6 separate regions of the Mus musculus genome follow, and all the other regions are linked to region 6. A link is a contact called in public HiCAR-type and promoter capture Hi-C data. All regions are on one chromosome and are shown on one strand. The core of a region is the stretch at or near the end of the contact, and the rest is flanking DNA. Distances in the headings are between cores, read along the strand shown. Region 1 holds the start of Lypla1 (lysophospholipase 1). Region 2 holds the start of Atp6v1h (ATPase, H+ transporting, lysosomal V1 subunit H). Region 3 holds the start of Tcea1 (transcription elongation factor A (SII) 1). Region 4 holds the start of Rgs20 (regulator of G-protein signaling 20). Region 5 holds the start of Mrpl15 (mitochondrial ribosomal protein L15). Region 6 holds the start of Pcmtd1 (protein-L-isoaspartate (D-aspartate) O-methyltransferase domain containing 1).

Evidence for each region. Promoter capture Hi-C pulls out the DNA fragments that hold promoters and counts their contacts. HiCAR-type assays count read pairs that join an accessible place to other places.
Region 1: a contact with region 6 is called in a HiCAR-type map of astrocytes, with 6 times the contacts expected there. The contact joins the promoter of Lypla1 here to the promoter of Pcmtd1 in region 6. A contact is called at or near these places in 1 of 484 Hi-C or Micro-C datasets (B cells) and 1 of 115 datasets of contacts at active chromatin or transcription factors (astrocytes).
Region 2: a contact with region 6 is called in a promoter capture Hi-C map of pre-B cells. The contact joins the promoter of Atp6v1h here to the promoter of Pcmtd1 in region 6. A contact is called at or near these places in 2 of 39 promoter capture datasets (pre-B cells and second pharyngeal arch cranial neural crest).
Region 3: a contact with region 6 is called in a promoter capture Hi-C map of pre-B cells, with 9 times the contacts expected there. The contact joins the promoter of Tcea1 here to the promoter of Pcmtd1 in region 6. A contact is called at or near these places in 8 of 39 promoter capture datasets (cranial neural crest, embryonic stem cells, frontonasal cranial neural crest and 4 more), 1 of 484 Hi-C or Micro-C datasets (CD8 T cells) and 3 of 115 datasets of contacts at active chromatin or transcription factors (astrocytes, double positive thymocytes and embryonic stem cells).
Region 4: a contact with region 6 is called in a HiCAR-type map of astrocytes, with 4 times the contacts expected there. The contact joins the promoter of Rgs20 here to the promoter of Pcmtd1 in region 6. A contact is called at or near these places in 1 of 39 promoter capture datasets (embryonic stem cells) and 1 of 115 datasets of contacts at active chromatin or transcription factors (astrocytes).
Region 5: a promoter capture Hi-C map of pre-B cells shows a contact between it and region 6, with 6 times the contacts expected there. The contact joins the promoter of Mrpl15 here to the promoter of Pcmtd1 in region 6. A contact is called at or near these places in 3 of 39 promoter capture datasets (the C10 cell line, liver and pre-B cells), 1 of 484 Hi-C or Micro-C datasets (CD4 T cells) and 1 of 115 datasets of contacts at active chromatin or transcription factors (astrocytes).

What each region holds. Positions count from the first base shown.
Region 1 is chr1:4,805,950-4,809,929 of GRCm38.p6, forward strand. It overlaps Lypla1 (lysophospholipase 1), which reads left to right and starts at 1,874. Exons shown (of 9, transcript NM_008866.3): 1 at 1,874-2,033; 2 at 2,506-2,537. The coding sequence starts at 1,965.
Region 2 is chr1:5,080,924-5,084,957 of GRCm38.p6, forward strand. It overlaps Atp6v1h (ATPase, H+ transporting, lysosomal V1 subunit H), which reads left to right and starts at 2,163. Exons shown (of 14, transcript NM_133826.5): 1 at 2,163-2,355; 2 at 3,494-3,640. The coding sequence starts at 3,528.
Region 3 is chr1:4,855,715-4,859,756 of GRCm38.p6, forward strand. Tcea1 (transcription elongation factor A (SII) 1) reads left to right here and starts at 1,980. Exons shown (of 10, transcript NM_011541.4): 1 at 1,980-2,262. The coding sequence starts at 2,200.
Region 4 is chr1:5,017,242-5,021,586 of GRCm38.p6, forward strand. It overlaps Rgs20 (regulator of G-protein signaling 20), which reads right to left and starts at 2,298. Exons shown (of 5, transcript NM_021374.5): 1 at 2,070-2,298. The coding sequence starts at 2,138.
Region 5 is chr1:4,782,871-4,787,275 of GRCm38.p6, forward strand. Mrpl15 (mitochondrial ribosomal protein L15) reads right to left here and starts at 2,856. Exons shown (of 5, transcript NM_001177658.1): 1 at 2,703-2,856; 2 at 1,081-1,235. The coding sequence starts at 2,807.
Region 6 is chr1:7,087,259-7,091,428 of GRCm38.p6, forward strand. Pcmtd1 (protein-L-isoaspartate (D-aspartate) O-methyltransferase domain containing 1) reads left to right here and starts at 1,662. Exons shown (of 6, transcript NM_183028.3): 1 at 1,662-1,958.

The sequences.
Region 1 (3,980 bases), core at 624-3,123, 2.3 Mb before region 6:
TAGAGCAAGGTCATGCTGATCACATACTCGCATATGTTCTGCATGAGGTTTGTTATCTTAAGAAATTCCACAAAACTTTATGTAGGACCTATCAAATCAAAGGTCAATATGAACTGTTCTGTCTAAAATGGCTTGAGTTGGCGCTGACCACTGGGCAGCACTTCTTGCACCTGTGTATGAGCTTGTGTGTGTGTGTGTTTCTTATAAGCTGACAGAGAAAGATATTCGTAGTCATAGCGTCAGCCTCTAAAATCTGAGCTACAGCCCTGATCGATCAGTCTTAGGGTGTACATTCAATAATCCACCCCTGACTGACTGAGATTGGTGTTTGTGTAGTTTGTGGAAGACTCTTGGACTCTCAACAGTTTTCTATGGGTATACTGACCTAGTATGGGCTATACTGATGAATTTTCTTGTTGGTCACTTTACTCTTCTTTCTTTCTTTCTTTCTTTCTTTCTTTCTTTTCTTTTCTTTTTCTTTTCTTTTTTTTTTTTTTTTTGGCTTTTTGGTTTTTCGAGGCAGGGTTTCTCTGTGTAGCTCTGGCTGTCCTGGAACTCACTCTGTAGACCAGGCTGGCCTGGAACTCAGAAATCCACCTGCCTCTGCTGGAATTAAAAGCGTGCGCCACCACCACTGGGCTTACTTTTTCTTTTGTACAATCACATGATCTGAATAATTAACTATTTTTTTTCTAAATTTTATATTTACTTCATTCCCTTACCCAGGGAAGAAAGAAACCATTCAGAACAGAAGAAACAAGCTCATTGGAGGATGTAAAACTCCAGAAAAATTGCAGGAACTGGAGATTTTGAGATAGGAAAAGACACAGATGACAGGCACCCCAACTTGATGTATTCTTGTCCTCTCTAGTGAGATAATGGTAGCTCCTGGAATTCTACATATTTCATCATAGAGAAACTTACTTAACAGTGACTTGGATCATTTTATGTTCATAATGAGAGCTAAAGACAGTTGTGTTTTCTTTTAAAGTCACAAAGAAAAGACCTAACAGTTTGACTTAAATATAGTGGCATTGCTGGGTGTGGTGGCAAACACACTCAGGAGGTAGAGTTAGGAGTTTGAGGCCTGCCTGGTCTGCAATGTGAGTTCCAGGACAACCAAGGCTACACAGAGAAACCATGTATCGAAAAAGCAAAAAATATATAGAGGCATAAGCCTTGTGAATCACATTACTACCATTTTGGGGGAGGGTTATCAATTTAACATTTTTGAGAATGTTTAAACTTTTCAATATTTAAGGGCAAGACTGATTTAAAACCGTTTTGAATAAGACTCCAAAATCTCTCAGGACCTAGATTTTCCTGTGTAATTTAATTAAGTCTTTTAGTCTTTAAGTCTTAGTTCACAAACTCCTTTCCAGTCAAAACTGTATATTTGGTTTCCTCACTGAATTGCAGACTTCTGAAGGTCATGACATTTTGACCTTAAATGTTTGCCATGAACCGTTCCCCAGTTATACATACTATATATGCAATAAATTCAGCGCTGTGCAGAAGGGTGGCGATTTTGCCCCGTGTTCAAAACGGCTATATTTCAATGAATACCTGTCCTTTAGTTAATAACGTTGACCTGCCTGGGGAAGTGAAATCGGGAGTCACGCGTCAAGCGCGCAGGGGACCACAGCAAGAGCTCGCCCCGCCTAGCCGCGGTCCCAGCAGCGGTCCCTGCTACCTGCCGCTGGTCCAGGCACTGCGGGCGTGGATGGACAGCGAGAGGTTAGCAGCGGCCCGCACTGCTCCAGCGCGGTGCGGGAAGGCTCACTATGACGCGCACGCGCGGCCGAATCGGGGCGCGAGCTCGGGGCCGAACGCGAGGAACAGTGCAGGGCGGCGCGGGGGCGCGCACGCGCCTGAGCGCGCGCCCGGAGGGGCGGGCTGGGACTTTCGGCTGCCGGGAGCCCGAGTTCCCTTCCGCTTCCGACGCACTGTCCGCCAGCCGGTGGATGTGCGGCAACAACATGTCCGCTCCGATGCCCGCCGTTGTGCCGGCCGCCCGGAAGGCCACCGCCGCGGTGAGTGGCGGCGCCCGGGCCTGGGGCACCAGCGAGACCCAGGCCGCCGCGCGTGGATGCGTCCGCGCCGCCCCGCGGGCTCTCCGGGGTCGGGCGGGGAATCGGAGCCGGCGGGGCGCCGCCTGCCTGCCTAGCACTCTCACCCCCACCCCTGAAGCAAATTCCGAGGTCCAGTGCTGAAACAGCCGACCTGCAGCGGGAGTGTCTGTCCTGCCGCAGGAGCTCAGATTAACTTTTGCTCCCGGAAACTTTTGTGATGAAAAAAATTCGACTTTCGTGACTTGACTTTAGAGACAGCTGTCTTTTATCCGACTGTGTGAGACCTCTGAGTGCTAAAACGAAGGGGTATAGAAATTAAATAGCTTGTGGAATAGTGTTCTGTTGTAAGTTTTTAGGTCCTTCATTGGGTTTTATAACTTAACAAAATCTGTAACAGTCCAGTGTGTGCTTATTTTGTCTTATTCTCTTTTAGGTTATTTTCCTTCACGGATTGGGAGATACAGGGTAGGTGCCATTGTTAGTACCTAAGGAGATGGGGTCGTGCAGCTACTTACTGGTCAAAGGGTTGTATGCTGAAGAAGGCTGACATTGTAGGAACAAGTATTTTCTCAAGGAGATCAGCTTTTCTGCTTACAAACACCCACAATTTCCCCCTTATCTTGAGTTTCTCGTCTTTGAGATTGTCTCTGGAACATGTTAAAATTGTTAACTGCTCTTTGGATGTGAATTGGATACCAGAGGAGTGGAATGTTTGCAAAGGCAGTGTGCAGTTTTGGAGCAGGTTGAGAAAGACCGGTTGATTCTGTTGAGAGAAATAGCAATAACATGAAGCATAAGTCCCAGATCAGAGTGCAGATGATCCCTTAAAAGAGAAAAATCAAAGAAGGTGGGGCCACAGCTCAAAGATTAATTTGGTGGCTTATCAAACCCATTTTGCTTTTGTGGTTCTGGAGAAGAAACTTGAGGTCAGTGTGTGCCGTGTGGACACTTCACCAGTCCCTGACCGGACTATGCAGCACTAACTTTAGCTTAGGATTTTCTGTTATTAATCCTTGGGTTGCCTTCTGTTTAATTGAGTGATTATCTGGCTGAAACTTGTGTTGTATAAGATTGTCAAACTTTTACAATGAAACTGGGGAGATGGTTTAATGGTTCAGGGCATAGGCTGCACTTAACCAGCCTGCGGGTTCAGTTCCAAGCACCCACTTAGTGGCTTCCAGCTCGCTGTAACTCCAGTCTCAACAGATCTGACCCCTTTTCTGGGCTCCACAGGAGTCGCATATATGTGGTGTATAGGCATACATGCAGGCAAAGCATTTGTACACATAAAATAAATATAAAGGTTAAATTTTTAGAACTTGATTTTATTTTTTTTTTTGTTTGTTTGTTTGTTTGTTTTTTTTTTTTTTTTGGTTTTTCGAGACAGGGTTTCTCTGTGTAGCCCTGGCTGTCCTGGAACTCACTTTGTAGACCAGGCTGGCCTCGAACTCAGAAATCCGCCTGCCTCTGCCTCCCGAGTGCTGGGATTAAAGGCGTGCGCCATCACGCCTGGCAGAACTTGATTTTAAAAAAGTAAATTTTTATAAAATAGCCAAGACATTAAGTGATTTTTTTCAGTGAGTTATTAACGCCCGTTGCTAAATACTCAGGAGGTTGAGACAGGCAGTTTTCTTGACCCCCTAGAGTTTGAGACTGATGGGGCAACAGTGAGATCTTGCTTATGAATGAATGAATGAATGGAGACATTGGACTAGACTAATTGTCCCTTTCAGGTACTAACCATATCTCACTCACTTTCCTAACTTTGGAGATTATGCCAGGTAATATGGTATTAGGTGATGGCTAGGTTTTGTTTTGTTTTGTTTTTAACTACATTTGTTTTGTGTGTGTGTGTGTGTGTGTGTGTGTGTGTGTGTGTGTGGACACTTTAGAGGAGTTCGTTTTCTC
Region 2 (4,034 bases), core at 913-3,412, 2.0 Mb before region 6:
TTAAAGAAGATCTCAGAAGATGGAAAGATCTCCCATGCTCATGGATTGGCAGGATCACCATTGTAAAAATGGCTATCTTGCCAAAAGCAATCTACAGATTCAATGCAATCCCCATCAAAATTCCAACTCAATTCTTCAACGAATTAGAAGGAGCAATTTGCAAATTCATCTGGAATATCAAAAAACCTAGGATAGCAAAAACTCTTCTCAAGGATAAAAGAACCTCTGGTGGAATCACCATGCCTGACCTAAAGCTTTACTACAGAGCAATTGTGGTAAAAACTGCATGGTACTGGTATAGAGACAGACAAGTAGACCAATGGAATAGAATTGAAGACCCAGAAATGAACCCACATACCTATGGTCACTTGATCTTCGACAAGGGAGCTAAAACCATCCAGTGGAAGAAAGACAGCATTTTCAACAATTGGTGCTGGCACAACTGGTTGTTATCATGTAGAAGAATGCGAATAGATCCATACTTATCTCCTTGTACTAAGGTCAAATCTAAATGGATCAAAGAACTTCACATAAAACCAGAGAGACTGAAACTTATAGAGGAGAAAGTGGGGAAAAGCCTTGAAGATATGGGCACAGGGGAAAAACAGAACAGCAATGGCTTGTGCTGTAAGATTGAGAATTGACAAATGGGACCTAATGAAACTCCAAAGTTTCTGCAAGGCAAAAGACACCGTCAATAAGACAAAGAGACCACCAACAGATTGGGAAAGGATCTTTACCTATCCTAAATCAGATAGGGGACTAATATCCAACATATATAAAGAACTTAAGAAGGTGGACTTCAGAAAATCAAATAACCCCATTAAAAAATGGGGCTCAGAGCTGAACAAAGAATTCTCACCTGAGGAATACCGAATGGCAGAGAAGCACCTGAAAAAATGTTCAACATCCTTAATCATCAGGGAAATGCAAATCAAAACAACCCTGAGATTCCACCTCACACCAGTCAGAATGGCTAAGATCAAAAATTCAGATGACAGCAGATGCTGTCGTGGATGTGGAGAAAGAGGAACACTCCTCCATTGTTGGTGGGATTGCAGGCTTGTACAACCACTCTGGAGATCAGTCTGGTGGTTCCTCAGAAAATTGGACATAGTACTACCGGAGGATCCAGCAATACCTCTCCTGGGCATATATCCAGAAGATGCCCCAACTGGTAAGAAGGACACATGCTCCACCATGTTCATAGCAGCCTTATTTATAATAGCCAGAAGCTGGAAAGAACCCAGATGCCCCTCAACAGAGGAATGGATACAGAAAATGTGGTACATCTACACAATGGAGCTAAAGGGATCTGCAACCCTATAGGTGGATCAACATTATGAACTAACCAATATCCCGGAGCTCTTGACTCTAGCTGCATATGTATCAAAAGATGGCCTAGTCGGCCATCACTGCAAAGAGAGGCCCATATAAAGGCAAACTTTATATGCCCCAGTACAGGGGAACGCCAGGGCCAAAAAGTGGGAGAGGGTGGGTAAGGGAGTGGGGGGGGGGAGGGTATGGGGGACTTTTGGGATAGCACTGGAAATGTAAATGAGGAAAATACCTAATAAAAATATTAAAAATTAAAAGATTGCCCAGCCAACTATAAAAGGGGCTGCTTGGGACCTCCTCTCTCTCTTAAGCTCTCACCTTTCTTACTCCTCTCTAGCCCTCCTTCTCTCCCTTCCCCCTCTCTCCACTTGGCTATGGCCGGCCCCTCTCTTTCTTTTATCTTCTCTTTTTCTCTTTATCTTCCTACAATAAAGCTCTAAATTCATAGACTGTCTCTGTTCATCATATAAGCCTAGAGAAAAATGAAGTTAGGTAAACAATGAATAACTTTTTCTGAGACATGTATTACTGGTGGGTCTACATATACTTATACCATGGGTCTATGATTCATTTCTCAGTCTGAGTCTTATGCTTAAAATCGGAGTATGAATGCCTGGCCCGCTGAGATGTTTAATTCAAACAAACCCAAACCACTCAAAGGTCATAAACCAAGCTTCTTCAAAGATTTTTGGCTTTTTGGCACCAGTGGCCTGCAGGGTGGCGAGCTCTGCCAGTTTGAAGTGACCAAGTTAAGTGGCCTGGGAAAGGCCATTTGGTGCGCGGTCCAGCAGTTTTGGGCGCTCTCGGCTTCCGCCCTCAGCTGCGGTCACGTGCGGCTGCTCACGTGCCAGACGCTGCTGTCACTTCGTAGCTGTTCCGGCTTCCTCTGAGTGAGGCTCGCAACGTCTCCCACGGAGTCGCCTTCGTTCTGCTCTGGGTCTCCCGTGGCCACTGAGACCTCGGAGCTCGACCGGCGCCTGCCCGCCCGTGCGGCCCTCACTCCCCGAGGCTATCCAGGTGAGGCCGCCTGGGGTCCCTCCCCGGCTCCGGAGAGCCGACTGGTTTCCCTGCCGGCCGCGCCAGGGTCTGCGGAGCCGCAGGGCCTTCCTCCCCTCGGAGGGAAGCAGAGAGCGCGGGGGTGGGCAGGCCTGGGCCGGGCCGGGCCGGGCCGGGAGAGCCGCGGGGGTCGGGCCGCCCGGGAAGGCTGCGCTGTGCCTTTGGTGCCAGCCTTGCCCGGATGGAGCCGGTTTTACCTGGGACCCGCAGTCTGCGCCGACCTTGCTTGTTCAGGCAGCGAGTTCCCACAAAGAGAAATCTAAGTTCCACACTGACTAAGCACTTCGGCAACGCGGAATAGAATTTGGGTATGATTTTATTTTTAAACCTCCTTTTGCTCGTAGGTAAGAACGTACGTTTTGGGAATGGTTTTTGCATCGTAGTAGAATGAGATGTAACTTATCTATTACGTTGAGGACTGGGAATTTTTTTTTTTTTTTTTAGTAGCACATTATTGTATATTTTTCTTGTCAGAATAGACTCCTATTGTTGGTTGGACATACGTTGTTTCAGAAATTTCTTTCAATATTGATTTTGGAAATGTTTGTCAATTTCTGTTTGAAAAGAAGGTCCTGGTATACCACACCTCTTAGTGTATTTTATTTTGAATCAGTAATTTTAAAGAAAGGAATTAATATAGTGTCTTTGCAAATCGAAGCATAATAGATGCCCATAAATACCATAATTGACCCTTTTTTAATTTTATTTTTTGTAGAAGAGATTAGAACGTGATTGAATAGATTTAAAGTAGTGGACTTCTGGGTTATTTTTAATGTATTCTAAGCACTGGGTATGATTGCACTAAGGTGGTCAAAGAGATTGGCTTAATATTCAGTTTAGTTCTGATTTTGCTGTCAGTCTCTTAAGTGGTCATTTTAAACGTCTCAGTGTTTATTGAGGCTAAGAATTAAAAACTCTTCCCTGGAAAAAGAACAAGTCAATAGAAAGCCTTTTATGGGGTGGTAGACAGAATTTGAAATACGGTAATGCTTTTCAGACCTAGGATATTTAATATTCAAGCTAAGTGAAATCAATATGGTTATATTAATACTTGTAGTTCAAAAAATTAAATGGCTGCTATCCTGTTTTTATCTTGAAGGTCTGTGGGAAACATTCAAAGTCATAAAGTTTAGATGACCAAGATGGACATTCGAGGTGCTGTGGATGCTGCTGTCCCAACTAACATCATTGCGGCCAAGGCTGCTGAAGTTCGTGCCAACAAAGTGAACTGGCAGTCTTATCTTCAGTGCGTACTGGTTTGTTGTGAGTCATGGATGTCATGTGCTTTTCCATCAGGCTTTTTCATGGTCATGCTTCTATGAGAGAAATACTGGAAAAATGCTAATAAATTAATTTTAACATTTCCTTCTCTCCATAGCTAGCTGTCTTAGGGAGTGTGACAGATATGGTAGGAACCACTTGGGAAAATAGAACAGTTCATAGCAGTTATTTTATTTTATACTGTGTGTATGACTGTTTTTGCCTGCATGTATGTATGTGTGGCACCTGAATGCGAGTGCCCTCAGAGCTGAGAAGAGGGTCTCAGATACCCTGGAACTGGAGTAACAGATGATTGTATACACCATGTGTGTTCTGCATGCCATGCCTTTGCAAATCAGAGAATAACCTATGGGAGGACT
Region 3 (4,042 bases), core at 730-3,229, 2.2 Mb before region 6:
ATTCCTAAAGTTCCAAGGACAAAACAATTCACTCTGGAGAACCTATGAGTTTATAAGGCACAGTGCATAGATGATCCTAAAGCAACCACAAGGGGAAGTCTGCACCTTCCCCATCCCCGTCACCTAGATATGGGCTCCTCTGTGGATAATGCAGCCCTGTTCCTAATCGTTTCCAGCCTACAGACTAGCCCTTCCTCTGAAACCTGAGGCCATCCCCAATTAGGGCAGAACTGCAAACAACTAGTTGGAAGGGATGGCTGGATATGTGGGTGAGGTCTAGTGATCCTCCAGGCCTACCTCTATGAACTTCAACAGTCAACAAGCTCTATGATGAACTTCCCAAGCAGGCACAACTGAGCTCAGAGTAATAACAGCTCTTCCGCTCTATGTTCCTGATGATAAATGATGGAAAGCTTGGAAACTGTCAGGGGTCATAATGTACAGCACGTGTGGTTCTGTAAACACCTCGTACTTGAAATCAGTTAAACTGGATATGGTGGTGCTCGCCTGCAATCCTAGCAGGATTTTATGGATAACTTGGGCTTCATAGATAACTAAGGCAAGCATAGGCTACAAAAGACCCTGTCTAAAAACAAAAAGCTAAAATGGTAAACTTTGTTTCTCTTACAACACTTAAAACTTAACTTGAGGCTGGGGAGATGGCTAAGTGGACAGGAGTACTTGTTTTCCAAGCATGAGTGCCTGGGGTTCTGAGATGGAATTCCCAGCACCTGCAGAAAAAAGCTGGGCATAGATGTGCATTCCTGCAACCACAATGCTTGGGAGTCTAAGAGAGGCCGATTGGGGAATTTGCTGGCCAGTCAGCCTAGCTGACTTCAAACTTCTAATTCAGGGAGAGACCCTGTCTCAAGGCAGTGGAGACCAGATAGATATCTTGAACCATAAAGGGCTTTATCTTAGTATAGAGAGAATCTTAAGTGGTAAATTTTGGTTAATGGTAATTAACTTTGAAATGCTGTTATGCATAGTGTGAATTGGTAGTAAATGGTTTAACTGGACACAGACCCACTTTCTCATCTGCAAATGAGAAAATGTTGTCCCCTCTTTTTTTTTTTTTTTTTTTTTTTTTTCCGGTTTTTCGAGACAGGGTTTCTCTGTGTAGCTCTGGCTGTCCTGGAACTCACTTTGTAGACCAGACTGGCCTCGAACTCAGAAATCCGCCTGCCTCTGCCTCCCAAGTGCTGAGATCAAAGGCGTGGGGCACCACTGCCTGGTGATTGTCTCCTCTTTATTACCTCACAAGGAAATTGAAGGAAAAGGACAAAGAAAATAAATGAAAAGCATGAGTTATGGGTGAAAAATGGTACTGAACCATTTACTTTCAATAGAAACTGATTAGTCAAAGTGGAATTCACTGTTACCCTGGGGAGCTATACTTTATTTGATCTTAAGTTTAAAGTGTGAAAATGCACATTAGTTATATGCCACGGCCTTCTATCATGCTTGGTGACAAATGTTTAATTTGACACGACATGTGTTTTAGTTAACTTTTTTCATTGGAAAGAAGATATTTTGAGTCTTAAAAGTCTGTAATGTTCATTGGCTCCTGATTTATTAACTTTCAACACATGGAACAAAGTAAAAACAATCCCAGACACTATACATGTCATTTTTTTACCGTGGCTTTTTTTAAGTCACAATTCTCAAGGCCGTCGTCTTTTTAGTCGGTTTTCATCAGCAGGCTAGATGGTTTGAATATCTGAGTCCAAGAGTGAGCCTCAGTGCTCATGCGCTTTAAGCCCTCGGCAATGCCTGTCCTGCGTCCCAGAGAACGCTCTGCCGGAGGGGTTTCGATGGAACTCGTAGCAACCTACCGCCTACTGCCTGATCCCTCTGGCGTGAAAGCCGGACTCCGTCCAACTCCAGCTCGCCAGCAACGCGAGTCCGGATAGGGCCGGAAGTTCCAGACTGCTGGGGGCGGGAATAGATTAAAAGAACAGCGCACGCCTGAGCGAGCCACTTCTACTTTCCAGTCTCCTGCGATCGATTCGTAGTGCCTGTGTGGCGCGCGCGGTGCTTGACTGGCACGGCCTAGGGGGCGGAGCGCTTATCCCTGCCGCCGCGGGCCGGGTCTGTGAGGAAGGCCTAGGCCAGCGGCTTCGCGGCTTGTCCAACGTCCGCGCAGCTTCTCTCGCTTCCCGTCCGCTGTGGCCGGGCGAGGGGAGGCCTTCCGGAGCCATGGAGGACGAGGTGGTTCGCATTGCCAAGAAGATGGACAAAATGGTGCAGAAAAAGAATGCGGTAAGCGGGCGGGCCCGGGGCAGGCCGCGGCCGAGTCCGCGACACCGGCCCACGCGGAGTCAGTCAGGGCCGGGCCGGGCCGGGCCGCGCCGCGCGCCCTCCGGGCTTTCAGGTCCGTGCTGCCCACGGCCGCAGTGAGCCCAGGACTGAAGCCCTCGACGCTGGGCTGAGAGAATGTACGGTGGCCGCCGCCGGTTACCCCAGAGCGGCTTCGCTGGGTGCCGCGGTCAGTTGCAGACGGGCCGTAAAGTGTGTTTATCCCAGCTCTGCCTTACACCCACTTGGTAATCACAAACAGAAAATACGCCGCCCCTTGGCAAGTCGGCCTGCGTGCGATGTGCCGGGCAGCCGGCTGCTGCTGCTCCGCGGGTATGGTGCTGAGGCTGCAGCGGGACGGATGACATCCTCTGTTCCTTGATTGGTCTGTGTGGATGTGTCCCTCGGTGTGTACCACTTTCCATCCCTTTGCTTCCACACTTGACCTCTCCAGCCAGCTTCACTTGAATCTCTTCTTCCAGACGCAGCAGGTTTGCATTATCAAAACACCAGAGACTTTTGCCATTTGTGAAGTAAAAGCCGTGCAGAGATGCTAAACGTTTGTGCAGTGAGTGCTTTAGAGTTACGCGCCTCTGCAGAATTCTTTTTATGAGTCAAGAAACTGAGTCAGAGCTAAAGTGCTGTCGCTTAAATACTGTGTAGTTTTGCTTGAGCTAGGAGCTCGCTGACTTTCCACTCGCTGCCAGCTTAGGATTTAGTGTTAATACCAAATAATGTAAGACTTTCAGACGCCCCCGGTTCCTCTTTCTTAAACAGGTGTGTTGACCCGCATTTAATTTCATGCCCCGTTAATCCGTATGTACGATTTTGGTCCTTTCAAATATTTCCTGTTTGTTTTCTGTTCCAGATATTAGCCTGTGTTGTTTTTCTTTCTTACTGATTGAGCTATTTCATTACTTGATGCAGGTGATGAGTTCTGGTTATATGATAGGTTAAACATTTTTTTTTTTTTTAAATTGGGAAACCTCTCTCTGGCTGAAGGTTCCCAGATTGCCACAGAGGAAACTCGCAAGAAGAAAAAAGTCATTAACTTCGTAACTTATTTTCCCAAATACATCAAGACAGACTTCAAGTCATTCTCAAATCTGATTTCTGGTAGTGCAAAACCATAACTAAGATGAAAATTTGTCTTGAAAAAGAAGACAAAGCTGTTTTTTTTTTTAATTGCTTTTTCTTTCATTTTCCAGTCCTGAAATTCAAACAGGCTGATGAAATGCAAAGAAAGATCAAAATGATACTCAATAAATTCTTGGGCCAGGCATTGGTGCTGCACGCCTTTAATCCCAGCATTTGGGAGGCAGAGGTAGGCGGATTTCTGAGTTCGAGGCCAGCCTGGTCTACAGAGTGAGTTCCAGGACAGCCAGGACTATACAGAGTCTCAAAAAAAAAAAAAAAAAAAAAAAAAAAAAAACCGCCCAACCAAACAAACAAAAAAATCTAAAATTTAAAAACCTGTGTGTGGGTGTGTGTGTGTACACAACTAGGTCAGAGGACAACTTGAGGATTTCTTTGTGTTGCCCTTGCTCTCCTGGAACTTGCTCTGTATATTAGGCTAGCCTCAAACTCAAATCCTTCTTCCTCTGCTTCCTGAGTGCTGGCATTATTGGCCTAGCACTGAACTCACTTGTTAAGCCTTTACCTATTGAACCATTTCTTGGACTCCCCTCCTCCCCCAAACACTCTCTCTCTCTCTCTTTTTGAGACTGCATGTCATAATGTCCTG
Region 4 (4,345 bases), core at 1,048-3,547, 2.1 Mb before region 6:
ATCTCACCAAATCCAACTCTTTTTAAAGAGAAAAGTTCTCTTCAAATTATGTTAGATGCTTATATGCAAATATCTCTTATTTATCCACAAAGGGTCCAGGGATAGAGAAATGAATTGTATTTAAATTTAGGAATTGAGAGAAAACATTTACTGCTTCATGCTTTTGATACCAAAACCCTTTTTAGTGTGTAAACATATTGTTTATAGCATATGAAAACAGGCATCATGCTATTGATCTTTATATTCCTTTTTTTTTTTTGAGAAAGAATGACAATATGTAGCTCACTTGATCTCAAGTTCTATATTTTCCTTCCCTAGCCTTGGGAGAGCTGGGGCTAGTGATGCATCCATACTTATATGTTCATAATGTCTTTAGATTTTGAACTCCACTAGGCCCATGTTGCATCAATATAATAACAGTAGGAACAGATTTTTTATTTACAAATTTTATATCTATGCATGAGTGCCTGCATATATGTGGGAACACTACAAGTATGCCAAGTGCCTGCTGAAGCAAGAAGAGGAGACTGGATCCCCTAGAACTAAGGCTACAGGTTGTTGAGAGTACATTCGTTTAACCCATGAGCCGTCTGTCTGTTCAACGATTTGACTAGTTTTTACATAGCACGAGCCCAGAAATTGTGCTGTATTAACCTGCAGTGGCGAGTGGGCGCCAAGGCCATTCAGCCAGCTATCTGGCTGTGAAGTCTTGGAAACCCACAAGAGGGTGGCCTAGAACACAGTCTCTGGAGAGGATTTCCTTTCCAGCACTCTCAGGACAGAAACCCTCCTGCACCACCACTTTCTTCACGCTGTGGCTCTGTTCTCCACCTGAGGGCGCAGAGGCAGCAGTTGCTATGGCCAGAACCCCCTTGCCCGCTTTAGCCCCACGTCCATCAGCAGTTGTGTGAGTGTGGCTAGCTAGCTCTTCTTGCCCAGGTTTTGCTTGCTGCTTATGGACTCGAGGAAGATCCTGACCCAGCCCAGCCCCAGAGAGCCCACCTCTCCCGCGCTCCACCTTCACACCTTCAGACCTGCGCGGTCGCAGCGCCTGTACCCTCCCCAACGCCCACCTTCGGTCGCCCACTCCCTAAGTGTGGAAATCCTTCAGCGCATTGAAACGTCTCCCCAAACACCCACCCCACCCCCGCGTGTGCCGCTTCCGAGGCCTCTCCCTTACCCACTCCCCTGAAGCAGTAGGTGGGGTTAGCCACAGATCTCCGAAAGAGCACACCCTTGTCCCAGGGAGCTGTCTCCCTTTAGGCTCCTTGCCAGCCCAGTTTCCCCAAGTCTGAGGGCACCATCATACAAAGACCCGACTCCCCATCGCTCACCTCCGCGCAGCCTCTCTGCTTCCTACCCGAACCTTCAGTCGCTGCAGCCTCGGCACGTCCTCGGGTTCCAACCTCCCGAGCCCCCCGAGTGTGGGAAATCTAGCTCCCAGGCCCGATAAGGACAATCCCCACCCTCTCTCCCTTAAGTGACTGTTCGGTCTACTCAGTTGTCTGGTGTTGCTGCCCGCAGCGCTCCGGGCGCGGTCTGAGCGCCTACTTGAAGCTCAGCTCCGCCAGCCGGCCTGTGATGCGCTTCTCTGAAAGGGAGGTAGTGCGTTCCGGGAGTGTCACCTCCTCAACCTGCGCTCAAATTGCCCGCCCCGGGTCCTCAGACCGAGGCGCATCCTTCCCCCAACTGAGAGAGAGCCGAGACTCTTCCACTCGCTTGGGCTCTCCCAAATGCTTGGCATGTCTGATGTGCACTTTAGACCTTAATGGCATTTTTCGTCCCTCGCTGAGTCTCAGAGTCCGGACCACCTGCTTGGTGGGTCTGATAATAACCGATCACAATGGTTCGGAGCCTTCCCTCAGACAATGAGATGTTCCGAACTCACAACCCACTCGCCTCAACTGACTAACCCTAAGGGCGATGACCAGCCAGGGATTGCACCACCGGGCAAGGAGAGACTGGCGTCCCAGGTTCCTCGAGCTCCTTCTACTGCCAGGTCCAGGGCTTCGGGGGGGGGGGGGGGCAGGGAGTCAGAGAGGAAGACGAGGAGGACGCCAGGTACTTACCAGGCCAGGGTCCGCTGGGCTAGCCGAAGGGGAAGCTCTGGCCCTCGGGCCTCCGTTGGCCGTGCGCATGCGTCCAGAGTGTGCCTTAGTTTTCTTACACTAGTCAGAGCGGTTCCTACTCCGCCCGCGCTGGCTCTCTGCCACCCGCCCTTTCCTGCGTTTCTGGGTCTAAGCTCCGGAGCTCTTCTCTCTTCCTCCTCCTTTCCCTTCTCTGACTCCTCTCCGCCCCGGCGCTCGCTCGCTTTCCTGGGGCAGGGCAATCCCCTGGCTCGCCTCCTTCTGGCGGCAGCACGCAGCACTCGGAGGCTGGGGGTACTCCCTAGTCCCAAATCGGGCGAGCGGAGCCCCGGTCCTGGCTCCTCTCTTATAATCGCAACGAAATAATGGGTGCGGCGGGAGCGAGCTTTGAGGGTGCCTGTAAGGCCCTTTCTCTTTATCCCCTGGCCTTAGCTTGCGGGGGACGCCGTGGGGTGGGGGCGATCCAGAGTTTGTGAATGAGTACTGGGGCCTTGTGAATGAAGAGATGCTTGGGGGTACGGGGAAAGGTCGCGAGAGGAGCTGGTGCTTTGTACCCCGGGTCTCGCGCCTGTGAACTGCCCGCCCCTGCTGGACAATCCCCACTGAACCCTTTGACCTCAGCGCCACTAACATCCGCCCCCAACTCTCTTTGTATAGCCTTTCTAAGAGATCTGTTCTCCCACTCTAAACAGTGGTCCTACTCAGTTCCGGCCAGCCAGCCAGAGTCGGATGGCCCCACCTGGCGATTGGGATGGCAGGGTGGAGTGTATGTAAGAAAGCCTAAGCCGGGACTCCGGTCTCTCTCAGTCCCTCGGCAGTCTCCCTTTCTTTTGCGACTCAGGCGGTGGGAGGGGAAGCCCCGGGCATTTGCAGAACCTGGCGCCTACCTCTGAGGATGCCCCTCGCCCGGGTCGCCGCAGCTAGCGAAGTAACCCTTGAAGTGAACCCCTGGGGCAGTGCGCCTGAGCTCGGAGGGCTAAACTCAAGCAGCAAAGTGACCTGACACAAAAATAACATCACGTCATTTCCTCCCTCTTCCTGGGAAGAGGAGTGGGGGCATGAACGCGGCTGCGAGCGGTTACAAAGTGCGGGGATGCTTGGGGAGGCTCGAGGGGAAGCTGCAACTACAGTTGGAAAAGATCTTCGGAGGCGTCAGAGGGCTTCCTCTTGCTTCCTAGGATGGTAGAAACAGAACAGATCGCTTGGGAGAAAGTAGCTCTAATGCCTCGGTGGAGGTGGGAGTGTCCGGGAGCCTCAGGTGCCCTTTCCTCCAGTGTGCCCAGCGCTGTGCCAATCTTTCAGTATCCAGGCCAGCCCGGGTGGGCTGGGTCAATCAGGATTAGAGCGAGTGGGAAAGGCTGGGGCCTCCAGAAGCCGAGGGTGGGTTTAGTGGAGTTCCCAGTACTCACGGACTCGGGTGAACTCTTTTCAGTACAGGCGTCCTCTCCTCTGGGCTCCGAATTCGGACTTGCCAGCTTCAGTAGACGACCCCTCGGACGTCGTCCTGGCAGTGCCATTGAGGCCACAAGTAGGAACAGGAGGCGGTGGGGCTCTGGAGAGAGCCAGGCAGTAGGCCAGGAGCTTGGCTGAGAGGGAAAGTCCCTGCGCCCAGGCAAGCCACGGGAGGGGGTCGCCGCAGAAGACACAAGAACAGCTGGAGAGCAGGCTAGAAAGGTGGCGAAATGAGTCGACCCGGTGGAGTCTGGGAGCTGTGCAGGGCGGAAGGCGGGAAGGGTGTGTAAGAAAGGCGAGAAACAAAACCAGCACATCAGTACGATCTTGTCCACAGTCACCTATTTGCGACCTTGTGGAAGCATTTTGAGAATTGCTTTGGGGATACAAGAGAAGGTCAGTGGAAGTAAAAAGAGAAAGCACTAGCTTAGTTTCTTCCCTCATTTAAACTACGTTGCCTAACGCTGTGGTCTCTGAACCAGCTGCTGTTGCCAATATTCAGTATCCAGCTGCTCCATAAGAATGCAAAATTTATGTCCCTTTCCTAGCCTAGTTCATCAAAACCTGCACATTTACACCCCATATAATCTGTATGCACATTAAACGTGGTGGGCACCAGTCATCTATTCAATTTTTCATTTTTTTCCCTCTTCCCTTCCCTCATCAGAATTCTCCTTACCCTGTCCTCCAATAGACCACTGAGGTCGGAATAGTTACCAGGTCCCACTGGGGTAGCTGTTAAGTGAGACTTGGGTAGTTCTTAGGCAGCTGGCCAGCCAGAAAGAATCCAGACCCACCTTACACTG
Region 5 (4,405 bases), core at 1,606-4,105, 2.3 Mb before region 6:
AATAAAACACCAGTGCTTCCTTTGGTCCACTAAAAAAAATTTACCTCTCTAAACATTTACTTCACTCATGGACACAAGTAACTCACAGTTTAATTCAAGATAATATCATAAGGTGCTGGAGAGATGGCTCAGCATTTAAGAGCACTGACTGCTCTTCCAATGGTCCTGAGTTCAATCCCCAGAAACCACATGGTGGCTCATAACCATCTGTAATGAGATCTGATGCCCTCTTCTGGAGTGTCTGAAGCCAGCTACAGTGTACTTACATATAATAAGTAAATAAATTTAAAAAAATAACATCATAAAATAAAAATGGTACCCACTACAATGTGCCATAAACATATTATATATGCATACATATTATATACATAATGTAATATATATATATATACATACATACATAATATATATGGGGATGTTTGTGTATATGTATCTAAATATATCTATATTTCAAATATATACCCATTTAAAAAGGTAATATACAGGCTGGTGAGATGGCTCAGTGGTTAAGAGCACCGACTGCTCTTCCAAAGGTTCCAAGTTCAAATCCCAGCAACCACATGGTGGCTCACAACCATCCGTAACGAAATCTGATGCCCTCTTCTGGAGTGTCTGAAGACAGCTATAGTGTACTTACATATAATAAATAAATGAATCTTTAAAAAAAAAAAAAGGTAATATACATGGAAATAAAAATACATATGGCAAGATACATTTACCTTTTATATATAAATATAGATACAGATATATATAGATATATATAGATATGGAAAGATACATATACATTTTTCAATTGTTAATCATCTAAGGAATTATGACAGCAAGCACTATCATCAGCATGTTGTTGGTCTGAGTAGACTCTGTACAAATGTGCTTTTCTGGGGGCATAGTCATACAGTGACACAGACAATAGAGGGTAAGTTACATTACTAAAAATTATTCAAAGCAACAGTACCATAAGTGTGTTCCTAAATAAACATAAGGTATCTACCAAATTACTTGTGTACTTCTTAGTGGAAATTACGATTTGTACTTAAAAAAAACAAAAAACAAAAAACAAAAAAAAAAAAACAACCTTACCTATGTCCTTCATTAAATCCATATTTTGGGATTCGTATGTAAAATGGAGTCTGCCCTCCCTCAAAGCCCAGCCTTGGCCGGGTTCCTCTCTGCCTTTCTCCTTTATGGCCTCTGCCACACTTCCTACCTCTTCTCCGATCTCTTGGACGTCTTTCCTACAAGAAAAAGTGAGTTTTAAGATCTTCAGATACATTTCTGAAAACTGTCTCATCTCATAGCATATTCCATATTAATGCTGTTTATCCATTGCACCAGAGGTAAAGTACCGTGTGCCAAGCCCTGCTCTAGCTGCGTGCTCATCTTTATACTCCACCAACATAGTTCTCTCAGAATGTAGCTGATCCTAGTAACCAAAATACAAGGTGAAACACAGGGCAAAGTTCTAAGGAAGGGATGGGATCCAACAGGAATAACAAGCTCTACAATAAGCTAGGTCCCTGTAGTGATTGCTATCTGCTAGGTTGAGGCAGGAGGATTCAAAGTTCAAGGCCTGCCTAAGCTACAAAAAAAGGGCAAGGCCAGCAACCCCCAATTTTCTGAGAGTCTGTCTCTGAATAAAGCATTTAAAAATCGGGAAAGGGAACCAGATGTGGTGGCGCATGCCTTTAATCCCAGCACTCGAGAGGCAGGGACAGGAGGATTTCTGAGTCCGAGGCCAGCCTGGTCTAAAAAGTGAGTTCCAGGACAGCCAGGGCTCTACAGAGAAACCCTGGGGGGGGGGGGGGGGGGGGGCGGTGAGAGGGCATCGGGAAAGGGTTTGGGATTACAGCTCAGTGGTATAGTGTGCTTGAACAAACAAGCTAAGGGCCTAAATTTAGTCTTCAGGAAAAAGCAGCTGGAACGGAAAAAGAAAATCCTAGAACTAAACAGCCAAAACGAGGCTTGAGTGACATTAAATGTTTTATTTTTAAATTAATCGTAAATATGTAATTAGATCACATATGGCTAAGGAAAACTCCAATTTTTGCTAGGGACACATTCTAATTTCCTAAATTCCTAAAAGATAAGCTCCTGGCAACTTGTCCCCCTCCACAGAATTGTAAAACTGATGTGAAATGATTAATTGCTTCGGTAAAGTTCCTCATGTAGCTGTAAGTTCCCCAGAAATAAAGTAATTGCGACCTTTCAAAGCCCTCCACCTTCTACCCCTTTAACCTGGGCCTAAGGGGAATTGTGGTTGGCTGCACTATAACATTAAAAAATTGGCTAATTACAACTGGATAGAGTCGGGTAGTCTTTCGGTGTTCTCTAACTCCGTAACATCTTTCCCTTAATTGACTTTGTCAACCGCCCCCCCCCCTAAAAAAAAAGCCGTATATTAAGTTACTGTAAAAGCCGAGCAGCCGACCCACAACAGTTTTCTAGTTGCACCCTGGGTTGCACATTGGCCAGCTGGAATGTAGAAAAAACACTGGGATTTTTATAACGACGATAGGCACTTGCTAAGCAGTTCAGTTTAAACGCAATTTTGGATGAATCGTCTGCAGTTCCCGAGTGTGTACCCTCCGCCTGCTTAGCATCCTTAACACTGGGCGCACGCGGAAGGGAGCCAGGCGCCCGCACGCGTCCATCGCCAGAGTGACGCGGCCCCTGCACTCCCCGCACCGCCGCCAAGCGTTTACCCGTTTTCTGGAGTTAGGACTGGGCTTCAGGTTGGCCAGGCTCACTCTCGGCAAGGACCGCAGCAGGTCCAGGCTGGTCCCGCAGCCGCGCGCCGTGCCAGCCATGACCCGCGGTGCTTCAAGGGCGCCCAGGAAGCGGCGTAGACTCCGCGTTGCTTTACGGCTCCGCCCGGCCCCTGTCGCGCTGCAGCGGCCGTACTGCCCCGCCCCTGTCGTGCTGCAGAGCGACCGCATCCGCGTCGGTAGGCTATGTCTTCCAGCTTCCAGGCTTGATGTCTTTTTACTTCGGGGAACTGCATCAACTTTTGTGAGATCATGCTTTATCCTCTGGCTTTGGTACCATTTTGTGAACGAAAACTGTTCTCTTCTGCCCTGTAATGACTGAACACGCTGTACGGTAAAAGTGGGGCCTCATGAAGCGAAAAGTAATCCAAAATGATGTGAACAGGTTCAAGCTTTGAGACTCTGGTAATTCAACTGTTACAGTGCCTGGCTCTAGAATTAATTGTCTAATTAGGTTCAACCTAATAGCGTGCCTTGCAGTTAACGATGGGGGGTGGGGCATACTTAGCTCCTGGGGTATGCCAGAAACTGAGTTAAAGTTAGCCTTACTAGATTCATATAAACAACCACGCTAGAAGCGAGGTGTGGTTTTATGCCTATCAGATCGACCCAGCTGTCACAGCAGATGGTATAGATAGGATTCAAAGCTAATGAACTTAAACTGCCAAACATATATTTAACTCTCCAAATTAAATGATTTTTAAAACTTGTCTTAATACAAGTAATATAGAAAACAATGTGTTCATTTTTATATTCTTTTTCCGTTCCACTGTCTTGCTGGAGAATTGCTCCTACCAAGCTCTATCAGTTATATAGTGAAGGTGAGACAATTTAATAAGCAGCTGTTTCTAACTCAAATAAACCTTTATTTTTATTTTATTGATTCATTGTGAATTTCACATCATACACTCCAGATCCACAATCCCTCCGTCCTTTTTGCCCTTGCAAACCCCCCCCCCCCCAAAATAAAAATAAAGTTTAGGAAACCTCATCGTGAAGCTGTCGTGTGTCACAGTGTGTCCTACAGTATACCCTTTTGTCCATACATTATTACTTGCAAATGTACATTGCAATGAGTCATTGGTCTGGTTCTAGGTCTCTGGCTTCTGCTACACCAATATTGGATCCTCACAGGGACTCTATTCGGTTATCCTGCTATTGTCCTAGGTCACTGAGATCCTGCAGCTCTGGATCAGCAGGACTAGCTAGCCCTTTCACATGTTCCAACAGGTTACACATAAGGTAGATATCGGGGTGAGCTACTCAAAACCATGGATTTGGGCCTGGGGCCAGAGCCTGCTGGTCATTCAACATGGAAACCACGACTTGGGGTATGAGGATGATTATAGGAAAGGCAAAAAGAAGATGGAAGAGACAGATATGGGAGGGCTACAGGTCAATACCACCACTAGCAGCAAGTTTACTTTCTCAGTGTCTTTTAAAGGCTAGCAACAGAAAGCATGACCAATTCCAGGAAGTTAAACAATGAACATGAACATTTATGTGATAAGTGTATGGTACACACTATCCATGTTTGACTAAGGCCATTTCCTTCAGGCTTGGACAGTCTCTCAAGGACATATGTAAAAGCAGAGGAACTTGGCAGGATATAATGCATGTCTTAACTAAAAGCAAAAGCA
Region 6 (4,170 bases), core at 412-2,911:
TGAAGAGAAGAAAAATAAAGCTGTGTTTAGCTCTTATTCAATAGAAAAAAAGGCCTACATAAAAAAAGTCCCAGCCGGGCGGTGGTGGTGCACGCCTTTAATCCTAGCACTTGGGAGGCAGAGGCAAGCAGATTTCTGAATTCGAGGCCAGCCTGGTCTACAAAGTGAGTTCCAAGACAGCCAGGGCTATACAGAGAAACCCTGTCTTAAAAAATCAAACCAAAACAAAACAAACAAAAAAAATTCCCATAGGGACTGAAATGAAAGAAAAAGAAAACCAAAATGTTTTCTAGTGTCTCACTGTTATTTTAAAACAGGTGAAGTGGAACTCATCTGTGATTTCTCAGAAGGCTGAGGCTCGGAGGATTTCACATTTGAGGACAGCCTGGAGATTCTGTTAAAACTCCCAAACCTTCCTAATTTATCATGTGATTTATTATGTTTATGGTAAGATGTATATATATATATATATATTTTTTTTTTTTTTTTGAGACAGTCTCATATAACCCAGGCTGACCTCAAATGAAGTATCTGCAGATAACTTTGGACTACTGATCTCTGCTGTCACCTGCGGAGCTTTTGGGATTACCACCCTGAGCCGTTACATCCACTCGATAAAATATTTTCACCTGCTAAAATTTCTGCCTAGAGTATCAGAAACCGAACCCCCAAAGACTGTTATGTGATCCCATCCTGTCCAGGGGTGCTTTGGTTCTAGGAGAGACACAAAGATAGGACTAAGGAATCCGGCCCACAGCCTCAGTCTAAGGGCTAAAAGGCCACCAAATCTAACTTCGTACTTGAGACATAAAGGTGAGCTGAAAGTCAGACCATCGCATAAGTTAACTTTGTTCCAGTTTTCAAGTGATTGGAAGCTCTCATTTTACTACTCTGTTCTTAAACACTTTACACAAGGTTACTGTAGGTGACAGCAACCTAGGCCTCAAGACCTTTTGTTTTCCTGATAGGGACTTGATATATGTATGTAGTACAGGCAGACTTTGAGCATCCCAAGTGCTGGGGTTACAAGCCAGTGCCACCACATCTGGAACGTGCATTTGGTTACAAATTACAGCATTGGGAAAGCAGTGTCTTTTTATGTGCTGGAAACAAACAAACAAACAAAAAATACAGTCCCAAAGTAGGAATCGACATGTTTACTGCGGAGGACTACAGATGTAGATGCTCCCCCTTGCTTCTGACCCTCGCCACTTCTCAACAAGCACTCCTTCCCGACACCGACACAGGCAGGGGCTTCGGCGTGGACCAAGAAGGCGTCAGCTGCGCCTGCACAGGGGGCGACGCATGCACCGCCGCCAGTCATTGGGTGCGCGCCGGGTCTGCAGGCATCCTCCCCATCACCCGATACAGAGACCCGCGGAGAGGCTGGAGATGAAGTGGCCTCGTAGATCCAGTCGGCAAAACGCCGACCGGAGGCGGAGCTGGGGACGGACTGAGTCACCAGACCCTGCGCTCCCGAGCTACGCAGCACACAAACAAAACAGCGACAGAATAGGAGGAGCCCCAGCTCTCGCGGCATCCGCGGGAGCTGCCAGCCGCTTGGGCAAGCCTCGCGTTGTTTGGTTAAGGGGCAGGGCGTTCAGCGAGAGGGCGGAGTCCAACCCAGCTGAGGGTGGGGGTGTTCCCAGGCCCCGTTGATTGGCATCTTTCTTCGGAGGGCGCCCCGCGCACGCGCAGCTCCCAGGAGGCGGTGGCGACTAGGGCAGTCCAGCTGCCCGGGTCCCGGGTTGCGGGTCGGGCTCCGCCCTCCCGCGTCGGCGCTGGCGGACGCTGTGCCGGGCCAGTCGGCTGTCTCTGCGGCGCTCCGCCCGCCGCCGGTCCGCCGCTGCTTTGGCCTGGAGGGCTCCCGCCTACGCAGGCTCGTGACGCGGGGGCTGGGACGGGGCTTCAGGGACTGAGCGGGCGCTGCCGCTGTGTGAGCGTCTTCTGCGCCTTCGGTAAGTGCGGTCCGCGTCCGCTGCTTTGGCATTTTAGACACCAGCCGGGAGAACGGATGGAGAGAGACAGGGCGAGCTGTTTTGCAGAGCCAAGGTGTTTTACAGCTTATTGCTTTTATGCGTGTTCTTTTAAAATCGTGAAACCACAGCTGTGCGTTTACAAATCTGAAGAATTTGGGTACAGAAGGAGGAGGAGGAATGCTCTTAGAAATGGAGCTAAAGTACTGCGTGCTCTGTAAGAAAAAAAAAAAAAGCTGCCAAACAATGAAGACACAAGACTCCTGCCCTCTTTCTGTCCTGGACCTCAACCCCAATATTTACGCTCCCACTACTCAGAGTAACCCGATCCCAAGTGTATGTATGCATCCAGCCTTTCAGGATTTTGTCGGTGCAAGTGAGGAGTGTGTTTATAGACGAAAATTAAAGTCCTATATAGAATATAGATTTTTGGGCCAGTAGTATACGGAACTCTCCACTCTTTTTTTTAAAAACATACTTTATTGTTAAATGTTACTGTTTAGCATGGGCTTCACACTTTCAGTAGCGAGTCAGTTAAAAGCTTATTGTATGTTTTGTGATTTGCGACGCAGTTCTATAGCTCAAGCTGAGATAGAGCCCCCTGTGCTGTGGAAGCTGACCTTGAACTCTTAGCTTCTGCCTCCACCTCCCGAGTGCTAGGATCAAACAGGAGCTGTTGTGCCTGGCCTACGTGCCAGTATTTTGCAACTTAATATATTGACTTTCACAGTATCTAAGGCCACATGCGATACTTTCATATGAAACAGGTTGCTAGTCTTTGCTTAGACCTCAGAGTTTACATGAGAGGGAATGACTGCCTAAAGATTACACAAAGTTTACTTTTTCTTTATGTCATAAAGTTTAAATACCATATGGTTAGATAGCAGCATTTAATTCTTTAAACTCTAGGAGGCTACTTTTGATGAAACTCGTAGAAAGTCACCATTTAGAAATTTTGTACTCAAATAAGAAAAAAAAAAAACCCACCACGGATTAAATATTTTGCAAGGTGAACCCTAGGGAGAAGTCTGAAAGTGGAAGAAAAGTGGTTCTGCACGCATTATTGTGCTAATCTTGCTAGCTTCCAAGGGAAACAGTCTACTAAAGTAATCATAGGCAACCGTCTTATTCCAAACAGGCCTGTCCTTAAAATCATAGACACAATTGTGCACATTTATTTAGGAATCGAACTTAAAAGACTTGAAGAGATCTATGGTATTTTCGTTGTTTTTGTCAACAATATGCTGGTACTTTTTTGTTTTTAAATAAAAGCCTAAGTAGTGTCTTCCTGCTTCTGTGGTCAGTCAGCTCAGGCCTGGAGTGCCTGACTAAGCGCCTGCTCTGCTTTTCTGGGTGGGCTGAGTACCTGAACTGCATTTATGGCCCTGCCTTGTCCTCCTGAATGGAAACTGCCTTATCAAAAATATCGAAAATAAGTGTAGGAAACTATCCTGGTGTCGTTTTCGATGAGGTTTCTGGTGGTTTCATATTAAAATAGCTGAAACACTGTAAATTGAAAAGAATACAAAGTAGACAAAATTAAACTTTGCTTATTGCATGGGAATTAAAAATGTGTTACTGGGGTTTGTGCCTTATAGTATATAATACTTTCATTTTCTGGCAGGTGTGACTAACTGTAGTTTAAGGAACTATGACCAGTAGTGAGTTCAAATAAAGTGTGATCAAATTATGCATTTGAGGAGAAACCCATGTATAGTTAAAGATTTGAGCAGTTCTTGTTTGCTCAGGATAACAAGGTAGGTGTTAAGTATCTGCCATTCATTATCTCTTACTCTGTATTGGATGTCTCATATTGGTGCACACGAAAATATTTCAGCCCAGAAAAATATTTTCAACAGACTAACTTTCAGTTATAGAAGTGGGAAGAGTTGGGAATGTGCTAAGTGTGTTCAGAAATTAAAAGCAATGGCTGGAGTTGGAGCTCCTGGCATGTCTGAGGCTCTCCGTGATTCCTGCTAAAAACAGTCCTTTGCCTGATGGGAAAGCTTGCTTTTTAGTTTATCATGAAAAGTCTTTTGGGGACTTGTTAATGTGAGTAGCTAGAGACAAATCAAGTGTTTGGGGGTCTTGTGTTTCTTCCTTTTTCTTTTTATAAATAAAAGGCACAAGGAATTATATCTGCAGCTTAAATCATCATCATCATCACCACCACCACCACCATTATTAATTTCTC